Regions from separate parts of the Macaca mulatta genome. Here region 1 is linked to region 2. Evidence: chromatin contacts called from public Hi-C data. All regions are on one chromosome and are shown on one strand. The core of a region is the stretch at or near the end of the contact, and the rest is flanking DNA. Distances in the headings are between cores, read along the strand shown.

Evidence for each region. A called contact is a pair of places that touch in the nucleus more often than the background predicts.
Region 1: a Hi-C map of fetal cortical plate shows a contact between it and region 2, with 2.3 times the contacts expected there. The contact joins the promoter of COX18 here to the promoter of ANKRD17 in region 2. A contact is called at or near these places in 4 of 14 Hi-C or Micro-C datasets (CD4 T cells, blood, fetal cortex germinal zone and 1 more).

What each region holds. Positions count from the first base shown.
Region 1 is chr5:60,826,334-60,831,306 of T2T-MMU8v2.0, reverse strand. It overlaps COX18 (cytochrome c oxidase assembly factor COX18), which reads right to left and starts at 2,775. Exons shown (of 7, transcript XR_013417940.1): 1 at 2,263-2,775; 2 at 984-1,084.
Region 2 is chr5:60,638,100-60,642,796 of T2T-MMU8v2.0, reverse strand. ANKRD17 (ankyrin repeat domain 17) reads right to left here and starts at 2,263. Exons shown (of 33, transcript XM_028848512.2): 1 at 1,740-2,263. The coding sequence starts at 2,132. It overlaps LOC114678160, which reads left to right and starts at 2,650. Exons shown (of 3, transcript XR_013417907.1): 1 at 2,650-2,779. It overlaps LOC144341163 (a long non-coding RNA gene), which reads left to right. Exons shown (of 2, transcript XR_013417915.1): 2 at 1-2,594.

The DNA.
Region 1 (4,973 bases), core at 1,526-4,025, 190 kb before region 2:
GAAACTGATTAAGGAGTTGATTGAAGCAGGAAGGCTTGTAAGTTCCCAGTAAATGAATGCAGACATCCTTGGGCACAACCAAGCACCCTTAGATTGGGACTTACCAAGAACCCAGGCAGACAAATGCACAGAATAACCACAAAGGATGGACAGTACCTTAGCTATCGAAGTGTTTCTACTGTGGCACTTACGTTTTCTACCTCCTCTTTCCTGTGGGCTATTACCTGCTGTATCTTTTCCAAACGGTCAAGATTGTAAACAACCTGCGTCATTTGTTGACAAATATCACAAAAAAATGGCAAAGTACCTTCATCCTGCGAAGCCTGCCCTGACTTTCCTTGATGATCTAGCTCCTTGTACATAATCTTTATAGAGTAGTTAGTTCACTGACATTATTATTTGATTACAGGTCTTTTTCAATAGGCTGGAATCCCTAAAGAATAGGAACATGCTCTTATCTTTCTCCATTTATTTCTTTGCTTTCAGTCCAGCATATGAAACTATCATGCCATATTAATAACTTATGAAAATATAAAAGAGTAGGCCAGGTGCGGTGGCTCACACCTGTAATCCCAGCACTTTGGGAGGCTGAAGGGGGTGGATTACCTGAGGTCAGGAGTTCGAGACCAGCCTGACCAACATGCAGAAACCCCGTCTCTGCTGAAAATACAAAATTAGTCGGGTGTGGTGGTGCATGCCTGTTAATCCCAGCTACTCAGGAGGCTGAGGGAGGAGAATCGCTTGAACCCGGGAGGCAGAGGTTGTGATGAGCCAAGATCGCACCATTGCACTCCAGCCTGGGTAACAAGAGCGAAACTCTGTCTCAAAAAAAAAAAAAAAAAAAAAAATATATATATATATATATATATATATATGTAAAAGAAATACTGCCAAAACTACAGAATACTCAAACTTATAATTAACATCACTAATTATGTGTGTGTGTGTGTGTGCGCGCTCTTACATGGATATAATTTGCTTACCTGGCAACTCTTTCGGACCACCCCAACTGATTTGCACGAACTACAACTTCTTGGTTAAGATGCCTGGCAATAGCTTTTATTTCTGGCTGCAAATTTTCCACCTAGCTAAAAAATAGGTTTTGTTATGAGCATATAAAAGATCTTTATTCACAATAACTCAGAATTTTTCACATTATTCCCTCGAGTCATTTAAAAATGTAGTTTACTGATCATGTCAAGAAACCTTAAGTCTAAGCACAAGATGTTAATTTGCTTAAAATGTCCTCAGTCACAACCAAATTCACAATGTATACTTATCCATGTGATCCTGGGTAAGTAACTTAACCTCTAAAATCAGGTTCCCTCACATATAAAATATATAACAGCACCTACTTCACAGGGTTATAAGTATTAGATGAGAACTGCACCCTGAGCTTTACTGTTCCATCTTTAGATTTCCTAGTAATGTAAGCGGAGAAAACAGCTGTCTGTTAAGAACCTTCCACTGCGATAGCCACAAATCAAAAACAAAAATAGCATTTATTCCTGCCCTGTGTTCATTCTTCCTGTAAAATGGCTCACTGCCTTAATGTTGCTGCTGATTCCGTTCCTGTTTTGTTTCCGGTTTTTTTCCCCCATGCTCACAACTTGAAAACATGAAAGCCACTATTTTTGAAATATCCCATTTGAATAATCAAGCACTTGAACCCGTATTATCTGACCTGCTCTGATAATGTTGTGAAGTAGGCAAGGAAGGTACTGCTATCCTTATTCCTCAGAAAAAAGGATTCAGCAGTAAAAGTTCAAGTGACTGCGACCGACCAGACACAGTCTTAGTCGGGCCTGGACAGGAATCAAGTTCGCAAACTGTTAGTCCAGTAGTTTCTTCCTAATAAAAAAGATCAGCTGGAATACTTTGGGACGAAAGACGCTGCAGACATACTGGCTGTTAAAACTTTTAAGACATGAATTTTATAGGTTTCGCCAACACAATTTCTTCTGCGACTGATTTCTTTGACTCCGTTTCCCGAGAGCAAGTATAGTAACCACTTGTGCTTGGAGTACAAATCCAGTAGGACAAACGAAATGACAGGTACATGTATCACAAAATATTTAACACACCTAATGCTAGTTAAATTATTTTTAACGCTAAAATGGTCACAATGAAATGGTCACGATGATTAAGCATTAAGCACTGCAGCAGGCAACATCGTGGGTTCGAAAACCCTGAGTGAATGTCGGCCTTCCTACGCCGCAGGTGTTGCAGCGCAGGGTACGCGCACGGCTCGGCGCCCCTCACCTTGGCCAGGATGTAGTGCTGGTAGGCGGCCAAAGGCAGCGTGACAGCACCCCGCAGGGCCACGGTGGAGAGCAGAATGCTGCCCCACCAGGGCAGGCCCGTGGTGGCCTGCACGCCGAGCAGTACTTCTTCCGCAACCCGCACCGGCGAAGACGCGGCCAGGGCCTCGTACCAGCTGTTCGCATGGACTGCACAGACTGGTGCCACTGCCCACACTGAGAGAGTGGGGCGTTTGGCGCCGCTCGTAGGAACCGGCGCAAGCGCCGGGTCCCTAGCCCGCAGCTGCAGGGCAGGGAGCGGCCGCAGCCACCGACCGCCGAGTCGGCACAGCATTTCTGCACCACGGCAGAGCCCGGAACCCGGGCTTCACAATCCTGCCGACATACACCAGCCAGCCAAAGCTGTTAACGCGCACGCTTCTGCAACAGCGGGCATAAAGCGCGGGCGTATCCGCCTGCAGCCGCGATTGACCTTCCCAGTCAAGCCGGTGACGTCTTGCGTCGCAGTTGATATGACGCAAGAGATAGGAAGGTCCCGCCTTTCCCACGCGGCACTGGGCAGGCCTACTGCGCACACGCGAAACTTCCCTCTGCTAGGGTGGTTACTCCGAGGCCGGACCAAAACTGCAGACATGGGTGGAGCCTGCTGCCCTCCGCGGGGCTGGGTGTTCTCTAGGGAGCGCTCGCCTTGCAAAGTTCATCTTCACCGTGTAACTTACCATTCTTTTTCACTAACGCTAATCGTCATTTGTAGTGGAATTATCTTTGCTCGGTGTTTTTTTTTTGTGACCAGAAGCTGATCCCCAACCTTTTTACGTGCACCTGATTGCTTCCGCTAGCGATTACGATAGGTTATAATACGCGAGTCACACGTTGCTAAAGTGCCGGCTTGTAGAGAGACGCATGTTTCTTGCTGACCCTGAGTGTTAATAAGCATACTTAAAGCACGAGGGGTAGTTCAGTCTCTTGTAGATTTAATTGACCCATCTGTTCCAGTTAGTATTTTGAACACCACCTGCAAACTGAATTTCTTCGATGTTTTGTCTTCCATGGTAAATAGCAGCAAAATCTTACAGTAAGATAAAAGTGTCGTCTCTTCATTTAAGGGAAACTGTCACTGGCAGTTCACTGGCAGTACGGTGAATTCCTCACTGGAGTTTACTTGTATCCTATATAAGCTTTAGAGAGCCCGAACAGCAGCATTGGCTGTCTTCTGGTTAAAAGGAATACGTTGAATCTACACGAACTATATAGTTTTTACTTTTGTGTTCTTGGAAACAACAAAATGGAATGTCGTGGAGGAGTTTCCCCACCGAAGGGTCACCCCTAGACTACATACCAAAATATGTTGTGAGGAGTAAACCTTGATTTTATTTATTTATTTAGGAAAAGAAGCCTCCAACAAATGTTGGGTAATGTCAAACGGCAGCTATCGTTTGCCCTTCACTGTGCACCTAACCAAGGGTACCCTACAATAACTTTCTCAGGATTCTGGAATTCATGTGCTTTCCAAACTGACTGATATATCTATACATGAATTTTTAAATTCTTAAAGTCTTAAGCAAGACTCCCATCTCTTAAAAAAAAAAAAAAAAAAAAAGCTGTAAGCTGTTCATTTCCTAAGATTTAATTTTGTGGAGTTGTATCAGGGGTCAGAAATGAGACTTTAGTGTGGGAACACATTTTTTGCTATGTATTGTGTTCATATATTACATTCTTATTTTAAAGTATTTCCTTAAGTTTGAATATTGTGATCTAAATAAAATTTGTGAATATTTAGTTTCTGCTAATTTCATATATTTGTATAAACACATTTCTTAATCCATATAATAGGGATGACCAGAACTTGCTATCTACTTGGTAGAGGATGTTGGGGGAAGTATTTGTCAATTTTAAAGCCCAATGCAAAAGAAAGTGTTACTACTAATGTATAGGCACTGTTTATACAACATTGTGATTATCTTGTATCTTTTGTTTCAGAGTACAGTATAAAATGATCTACAACTATTGAGTGAACCAACTGAAATCGTTTGTCAATCCTCTTTGCAAATGAACTTGTTCAATGTATTAAAACATTTTTAAAAGTTCAACATTTATAATTAGCTTATTCCAGTCTTTGATATCAGTGTTATGTCAGTTAATTTCTCAACTTTAAATTCCTTAAGAAGAGACTATGTATTACATTTTCTTTCTGCAGTCTCTGTAATTCTTAACTATCATGGTGCCAAACACAGGAATGGAGCTTGCTATGGACTGAATGTTTTTGTCCTCCCCAGATTCTTTTCTGAAACCCAAAGGTGATGATATTTGGAGGTAGGGCCTTTGGGAGGTAATTGGTCTTAAAGGTAGAGCTCTCGAATTGGGTAAGTGCCCTCATAAGAAGAAACAAGGCTGGGCATGGTGGTTTACGCCTGTAAATCCCTGTGCTTTGGGAGGCTGCGTGGGGAGGATCACATGAACCTAGGAGTTTGAGGTTGCAGTGAGCTATGATCACGCCACTGCACTCCAGCCTGGGTGACAGAGCAAGATCCTGTCTCTTAAAAAAAACAAAAACAAAAACAAAAGCAACAAAAAAAAGGAAAAGACAAAAGCAAGATGACCTTTTTCTGCCCTACATGAAGAAATTGAAAAGGAGACAGCCATCTGCAAACCAGAGAGAAGGCCCTCAACAGAAAACATAAAGACGGGCATGTTGATGTTAGACATCTTAGC
Region 2 (4,697 bases), core at 1,014-3,513:
CATTAGAAAACTTTGATTTCTACTTTTGCTACTACCCACCACAACCACCTTCCTCTAAACCTTGTTTTCCTCCTTTTTAAAACAAAGGGTTGACTTATCTGTAAAACGTTTCTCACCTTTGAGAAGAATCATACAATTGAATGATTCTAAGTACCATAACAAATTTTATTAGGGATAAGGATCCCATCACATCTTTCTCTTCCTTGTTTCACATGCAGCCAGAGCAACACACTATTCTAAACATCCAAGTAGGCCAATATAAGTCTATCAATATAAACCTATTCTCAGAATCCAACAGGCTAAAAGGGAATAGAAACAAGGAGGGGCATATTTTTGTCATACATACTTGAACACTTAATATCTCTACCTACGTAACTTCATCCAGTCTGAGATAAAAGAGAGTCTGGTCTTCTACAAATAGACATGTGTCAAATCCTTTAAAAGGTACTTCCCTATTTCAACAGAGACCAGGATTCAATAAATCCAATGTTCAGAAAACCAGACTTGCATCAAAATAAGTTCCATGTTTGTGGAAGAGAATAAATAGTAAGTGTTAGTTCTAGACGAATCAGTTGGTCTCCTCTTAGAACTAAGTTTAAAATCAGTCTTCAAAGCTGTTTTCCCTCTGCTGATAAAGATTTCCCTCTCCAGATAAAGATTTTTCTAGATTCTATTTCAGGAAGGAGACAAGAGAGTGATAAAAGAGCTAATAACTAGTAAAGCTAACTCAGTTGGTTGTCAGTATGGTATGTTTTACTGAGCCTTTGGGTTGTAAGGGCTTCTATGAGGAATAAGGTCCTGCAACGCCGCCTGTCTGTGGACCCAAGAAAAATTACAAAGTTATTATGAAACCAGATCACTAGGACAAACCGAGAGGCCTTCCTATTCCAACTCACCACAACCAGGCCTGGCTCCAAAGCCGACTCTTTGGCTGTCCCATAGTATAGGACAACAGGTCCTAGCTTAATTCTAATTCACTAACGAGACATTTGAAGACATGTATGTATGTACGTGTAAGGATCAAATATATTTTTCATCCACTTACAAATGTATATGGTCATTTATAATTATTTAGAGTTACTGATAAATGTATACAAATACAGCATCAGCTCATCGAAAATCCTTGGAAGATCGAGGAAGTGAAGTTACTTCAGCAGCCAGGATAGTTACGAAAAACCCTGCAGAACAGTATGGAAAAGTACAGCTTCTCACGTGTCCCTCACATACACAAACACTTAGCTCTGAGTCCATTACAACCTTACGTCCCCCTCAAACTGCTCCCCTCCATCTCATAGCTGGGAGAAGTTGAACAACCTCCTAGTTGGTCCCCAAGAGACTCATCTACCTATTATTTTACTCCTCCCGCTTTGATCCCGATCCCGTCCCAGACTAAGGTGGCCCTACTGGCCCCAGGCAGATCACCCCCCCCCCACCCCCCGGCGTGCAAACTGGGAATCTAACCAATTCCCTCCATCCTTAACCATGTGAGCCATGCCATGATAACAGGCTGTTCACCAACTCTGTGAACTCCGTGGTCCTCCCACCCCCACGTGTCAGCTACCCTCCCCCACATTCCCACACCTCACGATTTAGGCCGAGGGAAGAAAGGGGGCAGTCGAAAGCCTGGCCCCTAAGAGATCAACCCACTGGAATCTGTCCCACTGAAAGTCCCCTCCCACCTTCGGCCCCTATCCCTTACAGTCCCTTCCTCCCTCCTTCCTTGGAAACCAGGCCCTTGCCTCAGAAACCTCCTCTTCCTCGTCGTCGTCGTCCTCTTCTTCCTCGCTGTTGTTACTGCTGGTGCCGCCGCCGCCACCTCCGCCTCCACCGCCGCCTCCACCGCCGCCGCTGTTGTCGCTGTCGCTGCTGCTTTCGCTGCTGCTAGGGGGTCGGCAAGTCCGGTTACGCTTGGCCTTGTGGTGCTGCTGCTGCTGCGGCTTCTTCTTCAGGAGCAGGTCGCAGACTCGCACCATCCCACGAGGAGACGAGGCCGAGCGAGCTCCGCTGCTGCCGCCAACGCCGCCGCCGACCTCCGCCGCCGCGGGGGGGCCCGCCACAGCCGCCACCGCCGGGGGGCTCCCTTCTCCTTCTGCAGCCGTCGCCGCCGCCACCGGAACCGTCGCCTTCTCCATCCCCAGGGAAAGAGGGAGGGCGCGGACGGGGGAGGGGCGTGGGGGCTACGCTCTACCGCGACTTCGGCCGCACTGGGGCCGACACAGCAATCGGTGCCGTCTCCGCCGCCACCGCCTCGGTCACCTCTACTGCCGCCGCCGCCGCCGCTCCGCCAGCTCTCACCTCGTCTCGCGATACTAAGGGCGGGGAGCCTGACGATGGGAGGGAGGGAGAGGGAGGGAGCAAGGGAAGGGGGTGAGGCGTTTAAGAGGGATACCGGGTGTCGGGAGAACCAGAGAAGAGGAGACTAGAAAGCCGGGGAAGTGTGCCTGGGGCACGTTCCGAAGGGGAACGGCGGGGACAGATAAGGGGGGCGCGATTGCAGCCGGAGCGCCCGCGAGCTCCCGGATTTCTTCTCTTTCCTCTCTATTTCCCGCACACACAGCCCTGCAGCCCTCCCTTCTTCCTTCCTGGCTTGTGATTAGAACGCAGCCGCAGACGGAAGTGCAGTGACGCCATCAGCCGTCGCCTGAGCCGTGGGGCGCGGGCGGCCGAAAGGCGAAAGTGAGATTTCGAGGGCCGGGTCTGGGGCCCCGCGGGCGCGCTGTGCTACGATGTGTGGGGAGTACGGGGAGGCTGGAGAGGAGCCGGCCCCGGGCAGTGTGAGGTGCGGAAGCGCGGTCCAGACACTTTGTTGACGGGAGGCCAGTCCGCCAGATCCGGGAGGTGGGGCCTCGTTCTGGACTGCTGTACGTAGTTTTATTCCTGGTCGTTTTTTTCGACCGCCAAATCGAGAGATAAAGCTTTGGATCATGAGAGATGGCGTCGTGTTGGGAAAAGAGCCTTCGTTACCTAAGTTTAAGCTTGGTTCATAGACATCCTCTACGAGTTTACACGTGTGTAATATGAAGGCAGTCGATTAGGAGATGTCTAAGATCATTACACCTCAAGTTTACGAGGGGAGGAAGACACGGGAAGGATGCGTGGTCTGTGCCAGACTTTGTAGACGATTCTCTGAATGACCCTGATTTAGCTCTTCTGGCCCTCTTAGATTCAACTTGGAAGCAGGCATAAATAATGATTATTGTCAGTATACTTCTCTCGGAAGGAATATTGTGATGGGGGTTGTGGGTTCATTTTTAGGTGTCTAAAGAACTTTCAGGACTTTTGAAATGATAGTGGAGCCCATTGAACTCAGAATTATCCCTTTCTGGTCTAGTGGGAGTATAGTGGCATAAGGAAAATGAAGCAAACATCAAAGACAGATGTACTGGCACAAGATTAAAAGTATGTCTCAGCTGACATAGTTGCCGTTTTAAGACTGCTAAGTTTAGCTGAATATGCCTGGATTTTTTTTTTTTTTTTTTTTTTTTTTTTTTTTAGCATTTTTTTCTTTTTAGCATTGGCATACCATATGAAATGTGGGCAGTTGCCAGTACTCTACAGAGTACCATGGCAGAATTGGCAATGACTAAATCAATTCATTCAAACAAAAATTCATCATGTGCCTACTGTGTGCATAATTTGTGGAATCAAAGTCTCTGTTTCCAGGGGCTTTACAGTGTAATAACTGCTATAGTAAATATATATGCAGAGTGGTAACCATCTGCCTATTCCTCTCCTACGGTCGTTGCTGAGTCCAGTGTAGAACAAAGCACTGCATTGTGTATCTCACCACTACTGATTTAGATTTTATAATTTCAGCTGCATCCCTCCTTCCTGCTTTGTATATTCTTCAGCATCTTTTTCTCCCTTTCCACTTGAATACTTTTTGCAGTCTTTAAATCCCAGCCCATTTCATTATATGACTTTTAACTTAGAACTTCACAGTTTTCCAAGTGCTAGAAATTTCCTGAGATTTCCTTTTCTCCAGTATCTAGGAATGAGAAACTCACTGTTAATATGTGAGATTAACTCTTCATACATATTCTAGTTCCAATACCCCTCTTTCTCATCCAGTAATTATCTTTTCTGTTGTCAACCTTCTACAAATTCTGGTTCCTTAACTAATTCTTCTGTAGCTTTCAGTTGTTTCCTTCACAAGCAAACTTTCTTTCCTTAAAAAGTATTCTATACTCAGGAGGCTGAAGCAGGAGAATCGCTTGAACCGGGGAGGCGGAGGTTGCAGTGAGCTGAGATCGTGCCACTGCACTCTAGCCTGGGCGACAGAGGGAGACTCCACCTCAAAAAAAAAAAGTCTTCTACATTCAGTGTCTTTTTTGTTTTCTGAAATTGACTTGTCAGCACTCTGCAGTCTAGTTCCCGTGTCTATCGTGCTACCAAAAATACTCTCTTTAAAGTAATCTCATTGTTTGGAAGAAAATGAGTTTTTTGCTCATTAGCATAATAGTGAAATGATGATCCTATTTCACTAGTAGGATAAAGTTCAAAACTACTAAAATGGACAAGGCCCGTAAAGTCACTTTCTTTTATTTTTATCTAACTTTTTTTTTCCCCGCTAGAACCTCTGGCAGGAACTGACTAGCCCATGAAACTTATTTCTTCCCGGGCACACAGCTAAACTAAATTTCATAGCTTTCCCTGTAGTTGATTGTAGTCATGTGATGAACTACCTTTTTTTTTTT